Linked DNA regions of Mus musculus: region 1 is linked to region 2. The links are chromatin contacts, called in public promoter capture Hi-C maps. All regions are on one chromosome and are shown on one strand. The core of a region is the stretch at or near the end of the contact, and the rest is flanking DNA. Distances in the headings are between cores, read along the strand shown. Region 1 holds the start of Rnaseh1 (ribonuclease H1). Region 2 overlaps Myt1l (myelin transcription factor 1-like).

Region 1 (4,667 bases), core at 1,615-4,114, 990 kb before region 2:
AGGCAAAGAGAAAAGATTTAATGAATTTGAATCAAATAGGGAAAACAGATAAAAGGAGTCTAATGATCCCAAAGTACATCTCAGGGTACCACCATAAGCTTTAGCCAGAGAGGAATAAGATGGAGTTAGTTAGACCAGATTGGTGTGTGTGTGTGTGTGTGTGAGTGTGTGTGTGTGTGTGTGTGTGTGTGTGTGATAGGCATCAAGTACACTGAGTGTCACTATCTGAATCCTTTCCTGTCTACTCTCCCTAGAGCCCACTAGGTAGGAGACTTGCTCACTCTACCCTCTCAGACTATCTTCATAAATGTTCTTTGTAGAGGAAGGAGAAATACATTGATATGTTAATAACATTTTTCTCTTTTGATATTTGTTCAAGACAGGGTTTCTCTGTGTAGCCCTGGCTGTCCTGGAACTCACTCTGAAGATCAGGCCAGCCTCAAACTCAGAAATCTGCCTGCCTCTGCCTTCTGAGTGCTGAGATTAAAGGCATTCACCATCACCCTAGCAAGGCAAGCATTCTTAATTACTGAGCCATCTCTCCAGTCCCACCAAGGAGTTTTGTCTTCAAAATTACACATATTGGAAAATACTAACGTGGTTTTGTTTGTTTGTTTGTTTGTTTATTGTTTTTTTCAAGACAGGGTTTCTCTGTAGTCCTGGCACTCACTCTGTAGACCAGGCAGGCCTTGAACTCAGAAATTCGCCTGCCTCTGCCTCTCAAGTGCTGGGATTAAAGGCGTGCGCTACCACGCCCGGCACTAATGTGTTTTTACAGAATAATTACATTAAATGTTAATCAGTCCTTATAGAAAATGTAATTGGCAAGAAAGTTAAGTTGAAGTTATAAATTCAAAGTTGGAACACATTTTTGTACATTAAGATTTTTGTTGACTTTTAGTCATTTTCAAGGTCAGCATGTTTTTATTAATGCGTGCTGGCATGGAAGCACATGCCACAGCATTCCTGTGATGTCAGAGGAAGACTGTGATGTCACTCCTCTGCAAAACAAAGTCTTTCTATGTAGTCCTGGCTGTCTTCGTGCTCAACATGTAGACCAGTCTCACAGAGATTCTCCTGCCTCTGCCTACAAAGTGCAGTGATTAAAGGCTCAAGGCACCACACCAAGCTTCCCAACAACTTTTATTTTTGTTCTGGAGATCCAATTCATGATACCAGGCTTGCTCAGCAAGCTTGTATACCTACTGAGCCATCTAACCCACAGCCAGCAGTTATTAAGATTTTTGCTCTTGTTTTGTTTTGGTTTGGTTTTTTGAGACAGGTGTTTTTTTTCTCTTTGTAGCCCTGGCTGTCCTGGAACTAACTCTGTAGACCAGGCTGGCCTTGAACTCAGAGATCTGCCTGCCTTTGCCTCCCAAGTGCTGGGATTAAAGGCGTGAGCCACTACGTCTGGCTCAAATTATTTTTCTTGAAAAAGTAAGTGTCTTGTATCTTGGCCCCAGTTATGTAGCCAAGGATGACCTTGACTATTGGTCTCCTTATCCCTGACTCCTCAGTCTGGGATGACAGGCAAGTACCACCACACCCGGTTTCCGAGACACTGGATATATCCATACCCCCTTCTTTTGTTTTTTTTTTTTTTCTTTTTTTTTCTTTCTTACCCCCTTTTTTAAACTTTAGAATATTGTTGGTATTTTGAGGTTTTATTTGAGTTGATAGACATTAATACTTGCTACATAGAAATAAAAAGAAGGGATGAGAGGAAGTTCTGGCAGGGCCTATGCCCAATATATGTGAGACCCTAATTTCAATCTCCAGTGCCAGGATTCATCGTGTAGCCAAGACTGCCCTTGAACTTGCAGTAATCCTCTTGCTGTAGTCTACACAGTACTGGGATAATAGGTTTGAGGCACCATGTCTGGCTTCAAATATTAAAAAACAAACAAACAAACAAAAACTCTGGTGGCGCTGGAGAGATGGCTCACTCATTAAGAATAGTGGCTGCTTTTGCAAAGGCTTGAGTTCCAATCCCAGGGGAGCCAATGCCATTTCCTGACCTCTGTGGGCAGAAAGTATGTCTGTGGCACAAACATAGATGCAAGCGAAACACTCATACACATGAACTAAAGTAATACATAAATAAACAACTGATTTCTAAAGGAAAGAGAAGGGTAGAGTTGCTTTACATTCTACAAACCACACCGACAGCTGGCTGAAGGGCAAACAATCAGAGACAACCATTAAAGGGAAATTTTCCCTTCCCTATTTTTTCTTTATATTTAGAAAAACTTTTCATACTCATGACTTCAAGGAATATACATTTATTACTTTAAAATTGCATCTATGTGTTGGTGTGTGCGTGCATTATCATTGGTGCATATGTGCGAAGGTCAGAGGACAACTTGTGGGAGAGTTGTTAAGCTTGGTGGCAAGTGCCTTCACTTTCAAAGTCGCCTTGGTAGTCCCTAAGGAGTAGATTTTAAAATTTTAGTTGATTTTGGGTTATAAAAACGATTCCCCAGTTTGCAACAGTGACTTGCTTCATTCTATGTAGTCCAGAATTATATGGCCAGAGTGTTGTTATGTATTCATGACATCTTCTCATTCATTGCTGGCAAAGGGGAGGGGAACCCTATTCTGCAGAGTTGGGCATCCTAGAATATGGGATGTAGTTTTACAGGGGCTCATTGTCTTCACATCTATTCCCTCATTCGGCCATCATCCTCTCATTCCTTCTTTCCCCTCTTCCTCTCGCTTCCAAATCAGTTTTGCTGTGCTGGGATTGGACTAGGCACTCGGCAGCTGGGAAACACCTCTGTCTCCAGGCCGAACGTCTCCACCGACGTCTAAGAAACCGAAGACACAATCCTCGGCCCCGCCCCTCTCCGCGACGGGCGCCTCGCGACGTCACCTTCCTGAGCCGGAAGTGTGTCGGCTCGCCGGCGGGAGGCTCGCGGGCAGCAATGTGGGTTGCCGCGCTGGCGTGAGTGATGCGCTGGCTGCTGCCGCTGTCCCGCACAGTGACACTGGCCGTCGTACGCCTGAGGCGAGGCATTTGCGGGCTCGGGATGTTCTATGCGGTGAGGAGAGGCCGCAGGACCGGAGTCTTCCTGAGTTGGTGAGACGGAGCCTGGCGGAGCCCTTTATTCTAAACACCTAACAGCTCGTTTAGCCCTTCCGTGTTGTAGTCAAATCCTCCCAAAGAGAACACATGGTCACCGCAGCCAGAATTTACACAAGGCTTCCCACGTTCTGATCGTTCCTGTGTGTGGGTGTTTTGTTTTTTGACACAGGACCTCATGTAGTCCAGACTGCTGAGCTCATTGGTTTGGGCCACCACGCCCAACTTCCTCGTGTTTTCATCTTTTAAACATTTTTCATACCTACTGGGTGACTTTTCTCGAGCCGATTATGTGCCAAATTGAACTTCTGGTCTTTCTGCCTTCACTAACCAAACGCAGGGATTTCAGATAGGCACCGTTATGCTCAATTTGTGTACTGCAGGTGTTTGAACCCAGGGCTTGTGCATACTAGGCCAGCAGCTGAGCTACATCCTCATCCCCGACTGTTTTTAAGAAGGAAAATCGTGGTGAGATGTGTTGTCACATGTTTGTAATTCCAGCACTGTTGAGGTGGAGGCAGGAGGATCACTACAAGTTAGAGGCCAGCATGGGCTGTGGAAGAGATGAGGGAGGGGGAGAGGTGGAGAGTCTCAAGCCAGAAGCTGGTCTTTGCCTTTGGATCCATGTCGCAGCCCTTGGAGGCAAGATGAAGTTTTCAGTTTCACCGGTACTGTGGCAGTTCCCAGGTCAAATGAGAGGCAGAATCGGGGCTTAAGTCCAGGTTTGGGAGTATATGACAGCTAACTTCTAATATCAAGGTTTGTTGTCCCTGTGACCTGGATGTTTCCCTAGGCACAGCTGAGACAGTACTAAGGAAGAAATATATCCACTGCCAACCCTTTTTCTGTGATTGAGTCTTAAAGATAACAAAATTTTAGTATGTGCTGGAGTTGTGGAAGACCTTGTGGTATTAGTATGCTATTTGGATTGGATGGCATTTAGCAGAATGGGCTGTCAGGTCTTAACATGTAAAATGAAACCAAATTGAGGTGTGACCTTTGTCCCAAGGAATTGACAGCAGATCCCTTTGACTCACCATACAACACCAAACCTATAATCCATGAAAAGTCCTTGTATGTTAAACTTCATTCAGTTAAAAACTCCTGCTCTAGAAAAGACACTGGGCCAGGCATAGTGGCACAAGCCTTTAAATCCCCGCACTCAGGAGGCTGGGAGGCAGAGACATGTGCATCTCTGAATTCCAGGCCAGCCTGGTCTACAAAAGGAGTTTCAGGACAGCCAGGGCTACACACAGAAACTCTGTCTTGAGGAAATAAAAAAATGGGGAAAGCTATGCCTTCACATTAAGCTGCACTTAATCATGTACGGAGATTTAATTCATAATTGACAAAACTTGGAAGCCAAGTTTCCAGTAGACAGTGAGTTGGTAAAGTTATGGAATATTATGCAGACTTGAAATGAGTTATGAAAGATGAAATAGTATGAAGAAGCACTAACTATACCCTGCTAAAAGGAAAAGCCAATTTGAAATGATCTACAGTGTGGGATTCCGACTATATGGGATCCTGGAACTAGTAGAGATTGCAAAACAAATCAGTGCTTTTAAGGGCTTCGAACTGAGGA
Region 2 (5,135 bases), core at 1,094-3,593:
ACAGGGCAAGGTAGGGATGCTCTCCCATTCCATATTCCCACCCGTCTTTCTGAGCATGACTTCTGTAAGCTTATGGTTTATATGCACCCTCATTGGCACTCTGCGCATGCGTGTTTTACTCATGGAAGCACAAGGTAGAGCACTGGGCTTTGGTTTGTGTCCTGTGTCTCAAGAGTGTTAGACTGTGTCCCGTGCAGCGTCCATTTTGTTGTCTTGCTTGTCGTGCACAAGGATCGATTCTAGATTCATGTTTTAGCTAGAATCATCAAATCAATTCATTTCACCCAAGATTTTTGATTAAATGCAATACTGTAATGACAATTTTAACATGCATTTATGCACACGTGTGACTAAAACATATTTGGTAGACACTAGGAACTAAAATTGTTAAATCAGCATATGCATATTCAAAATTAGCACACATGCTGCCAAATTCCTGACAGGGGTATTCCATGTAGATCCACTTCAGCCTGCTGGGGAGTTCACTTCCCTTGCTTCCACATATCCAATAGTCAGGATAAAGCCCTTAATATCCCATCCTAGGCACTAAGTCAGAGTCTTGGTGGCTCTGGTCACATCCCCGTGGGTTCAGGAGGCCTTTTATGCATCAGGATTGAGATTGCCACAAGATGGAGACTATGAATACAGGTCTGAAGTGAAGGACAGACACATCTTAAGCTTGTTATACATTGGAGGTTATACAGAGGATGTCTTTATCTATTGATACCTCCACATTGTAAACTTTGAGCATTGGTCTCCTTCATGTTATCAATTGGAACCACGCTCCCTGATTAAATCACGGTTTCATTATCAGCACCAATCCTACCCAGGGTCTAGGGAGATTCTTGTGATATGCTAAGTTTACTCAACTTAATATAATCTAGAATTGCCTTCGAAGAAAGCCCAGGTAAGGAATCGTGTGGATTAGGTTGTCCTGTGAGCATGTTTTTAAGAGATTTTCCTAACTGGATTAATTGAGTTAGAAAGACCTACCTAGAATGTTGAGAGCACCATTTCATGACTGTCACCAGTAGAGCTTATGGGACCTGGGAGAATGGAGCTGATAAATGAGGCAGACTAAAGTCTCATGTAATAGCCAACTTTATTCAGAGCCTCAGACAATTCACACTTGGAGGGTTAAGGGCAATCACACAAGTGTTTATGAGTTCATACTGTATATCATCACAAGAACAAGCCACATGTGGCAAAACATGTTTTTTCATAGAGGCATATAAAGGATAGTTTAAACATTTAATTGAACAAAAATAGCAAGCAATAATGAATAATCTGAAGTAAACTTGCTCATATCCAATACACATGGAAGAAGCTTACAAACACATTCGAAGGATAATTCTGTTTTGAAGAAACTGAGGTTACAAGACCCTTGTCTTGTTGTGGTTAAGCGTTTGTTTGTTGTTATGGTGTTGTTGTTGTTGTTGTTGTTGTTGTTTGGTTTTGTTGTTTGGAATGTTCTTACCATCACTGGAATTCCTCTCACACAACTGAATCCCTAGCCCCTGGACCGTGTTCTAAGGACTGAGTCCTGGACTGAAGAAAGACAAAGTGAAGTGAGGACAGACAGGCACGTTGAGCTCATTCGCTCTCTCCTCTCATGGATGTGACTCGCCGCTTCAAGCCCCTGCCACTGTGAACTCCTTGCTATGATGCGCTCCAGTATGGAGTGTGAGCTGAAGGGAAAAGGTTTACTGTTCTGCCCCTAAGTTGCTTTTGTCCAGTGTTTTGTTAACAGTATCAGGAATGAAACTTGAGCAATGTGATAGGAAAATCTGCACATGGCAAGGAGATTTGGACTCTCAGAACTGCCCAGATGCATACCAACACACAAAATATTGGATTCTATGATCAAATCTGTAACTGATTTGGACTCTAATCACATACATTTAAACACGGAAAGAAAAGTCTTGCCCTCACTCTCCCTTTTCTGATGTCCTGCTGTCTCTCTTTAAGATGTCGTCTCATATTCTGTTGTAATGTGCCTTCCTGTCTTATTATAGTCTTTATTTTCTGTAAAGGTTCCTTCCTTTCTCTTTTGAGAATCTGGAAGTGGACATACTTTGAATTTCATAGACGTAAGAAATTGAATTATCATCTCACAAGCTGTTCTGAAACAGTGTGTACGTAAGCATGGGAGTGGGGCTTCTAACATATGGCTAACTTGGCATGAAGGGAAACACAACCCTATTCCAGCAGGGAAGATGGTGAACCAGAGAGTTCCCATAAATTATTAGCATAGGTCCTTCATCACGCCCCAGAGTGTGGTCCTTCCATCAGTAGAAACACGGGGAGAGGAGGTAGGGATGTGTATGCAAGGCATAGGGATGTTCATTCCCACAGGCAGCTGGGACGCACTGCTTCCTCGCCACCATCTGGACTCCAGACGTGACCACTAAACTATAAGGAAGTCCTGTTGGAAATTGCCTTTCAGGTCCAGATGGTGCGGAGACACCAGTCTAGGAAAGCAAACCATGCTCAGGACAGAGTCCTTGGGCTGTGTCTCACGGGGTCTCATTATTAACTCCACCCCAACCCAGGCGTCTATTCCTCCCTCTGCTGCATGAGGACTGGCAGACAGTTGCCTGGATCTTAGTGTTCAGCTTTGCAGGCCTGAGGAAGACACACTGTCAAAACACATCCCTCATGTTTTAGCCTAGGCTCATTCAGAACTCTGAAAAAGGAAAATTTTTATTTTTTTCTTATTAATTTATTCTTTCATATATTACATCCTGACCACAGCCTCTCCTCCCTCCTCTCCTCCCAGTCCCTCCCCCCAGCTCTCTTCCCATCCCTCCCCTCCCTCCAGCTCCCTTCCCATCCACTCCCCCTCCATTTATCCCCAGAAAAGGGAAGGCCTCCTGGGATATCAACCAAACACAGCATATCAAGTTACAATAAGACTAGGCACTTCCAATCATATCAAGGATGAATGAGACAGCCCAGCAGGAGGACGAGGGTCCAAAAAGCAGGTAAAAGAGTCAGAAGCAGTCCCTGCTCCCTGCATTAGGAGTCCCACCAAATGACCAAGCTATATAACTGTAACATATATGAAGAAGGCCTAGGTTAGGGCCATGCAGGCCCCCTAATTGTTGGTTCAGTCTCAATGAGCCTCTATGAGCCTCTATGAGCCCAGGTGTGTTGATTCTGTGGGCAGGTGTCCTTTACCCTTCTTGCTCATACAATCAAGAAAACAAAAAACAAAAAGCACTATAAAAGCTAAAATAATTTCCACTGGAATGAAAGTAGAGTTGTGACGGTAGCCCACATGCACTTTCTCACAGCGGAAGCCTCTGATAGAAAAGGCATTTGTGCCCTGAGAAACCTCAGACAAGTCAGGCCTGCAGGGTTGAAGGTGCACAAAGTCAAGTGCTGGCCCCAGGAGTGGAGACCATGCAGGGAACACCTCCCAGGCCTGAAATTGGGAGAGCCTCATCATTCCTGCCATTAGCAGGGCTCCTTTAGAAGCATGGCGAGGCAGAAAGCATTCTGGAGCATTTCCTGATGCCATCAACCAGTGCTCAGGGCATCCAATGTGCCCAAGAAGAACTAAACAGAAGAACTGCCTCGAATCAGCCACTCAGCTTCCTGCAGAAAAGCCATTTGTGTCAAGTACACCATGGGGCATTGGGAAATCTTTGAAAAAGTCTAGGGTGCTATAGTGGTAGTTTTATGTCAACATGATACAAGCATCAGAGAGAAGAGAGCTTCAGTTGAGAAAGAGCCTCCATAATATCCAGCTATAGGCAAGCATGGAGAGAATTTTCTTAATTTGTGATTTAAGGAGAAGAGCCCAGCTCATTATGGGTCATGCCATTTCTGGACAGGTGGTCCTGGGTTCTGTAAGAAAGCAGACTGAGCAAGCCATAAGGAGCAAGCCAGTAAGCAGCACCCCTCCTTGGGCTCTGCATCAGCTCTTGCCTCCAGGTTCCTGTCCTGCTTGAGTTTCTGTTCTGACTTCCTTTCTGAACAGTGATATGAAAACTAGCTTAATAAATTCTTTCTTTCCCATGTTGCTTTGGTCCTGGTGTTTCACCACAGCAACAGTAACCCTAACTAACAGGTGCTAAAGGATCGATTTTAAATGCATCCCAGCATCATGAGGGTTGGGCAGAGAAGGTGAACATCAGTGGTTCTGTTGTTCAGAAGGCTTCCTATCACTGCTGAATGCATAGATATAGATATATAGATATGTGTATATGGATATGTTTTTATATATATGCAATGGTATGAATGTAACTGTGTATGGGGTCAGCTAGGCCCTGTGACCCCATATCTGTGAAAAGAACATTGCTACCATTTAAAAGTCAGGGACCTTGAATTTGTGTGCTCAATGCTTCCCCATAATCTGACCTTGAGAACAGGTGCCAGTTGCACAGAAGTTAAAAGAAGCCCAGTTGCAGAGATAAGCCTTCAGCTGCAGAGAGCCAGCAGCATGAATCAGGGGGTTCTGTACTCTGACCCCTCTTGTCTTGCAAGACGGAGGCTTTGGATTCTGAGCTGCAATGGTCAGTGTCCAAGGATGGAAAAAGTATTAATCTGGAGGAATAACTGAGTAGCTGGCTCCTAGAACGGAGGGCTGACTGATAACAATTAGGACATTTGCCACTGTCATGTAAAAGTTACATGAGCAAATGTACTATATATATATATATATATATATATATATATATATATATATATATATATATATATATATGACTGTGTGAAGGACTATACATGTAAGTGAATGCATGTGTGTGTGATACATGGTGAGTGCATGCATATGTGGGACTGAATGTGCATGTGTGTTCATGTTTGCGTATGTGAGCATGCATTTGCTTATGTGTGTGAATTATTCACATGTGTGTCCATAATCAAGCATACATGCATTTGAGCATAGGTATAGATATAGAGATATGTGTGTATGAGTATATATATGTGTGTGTGTATATATATATATATATATATATATATATATATATATATGCTATAGTATGCATGTAGCTGTGAATACGTGAGTATGTCGGTATATATATGTATGAGAGAGCATGTTCTTGATTGGGAGTATGTAAGCATCTGTGCTTGTGTGCATGCATAAGAGTGTTAGGTACTATAGATTAGAGAAATCCACAGTCAAGTAC

Evidence for each region. Promoter capture Hi-C pulls out the DNA fragments that hold promoters and counts their contacts.
Region 1: a contact with region 2 is called in a promoter capture Hi-C map of embryonic stem cells, with 4 times the contacts expected there. The contact joins the promoter of Rnaseh1 here to the enhancer-like site in region 2. A contact is called at or near these places in 3 of 39 promoter capture datasets (cranial neural crest, embryonic stem cells and liver).

Annotation. Positions count from the first base shown.
Region 1 is chr12:28,646,738-28,651,404 of GRCm38.p6, forward strand. It overlaps Rnaseh1 (ribonuclease H1), which reads left to right and starts at 2,865. Exons shown (of 8, transcript NM_011275.3): 1 at 2,865-3,079. The coding sequence starts at 2,952.
Region 2 is chr12:29,637,583-29,642,717 of GRCm38.p6, forward strand. All of the region lies in intron 2 of Myt1l (myelin transcription factor 1-like), which reads left to right. Among named protein-coding and RNA genes, the nearest start is that of C630031E19Rik, 46 kb to the right of the region's middle. Within about 2 kb of position 2,344, at least 7 of the 459 cell types and tissues checked have an H3K27ac peak or open chromatin away from gene starts, as enhancers often do.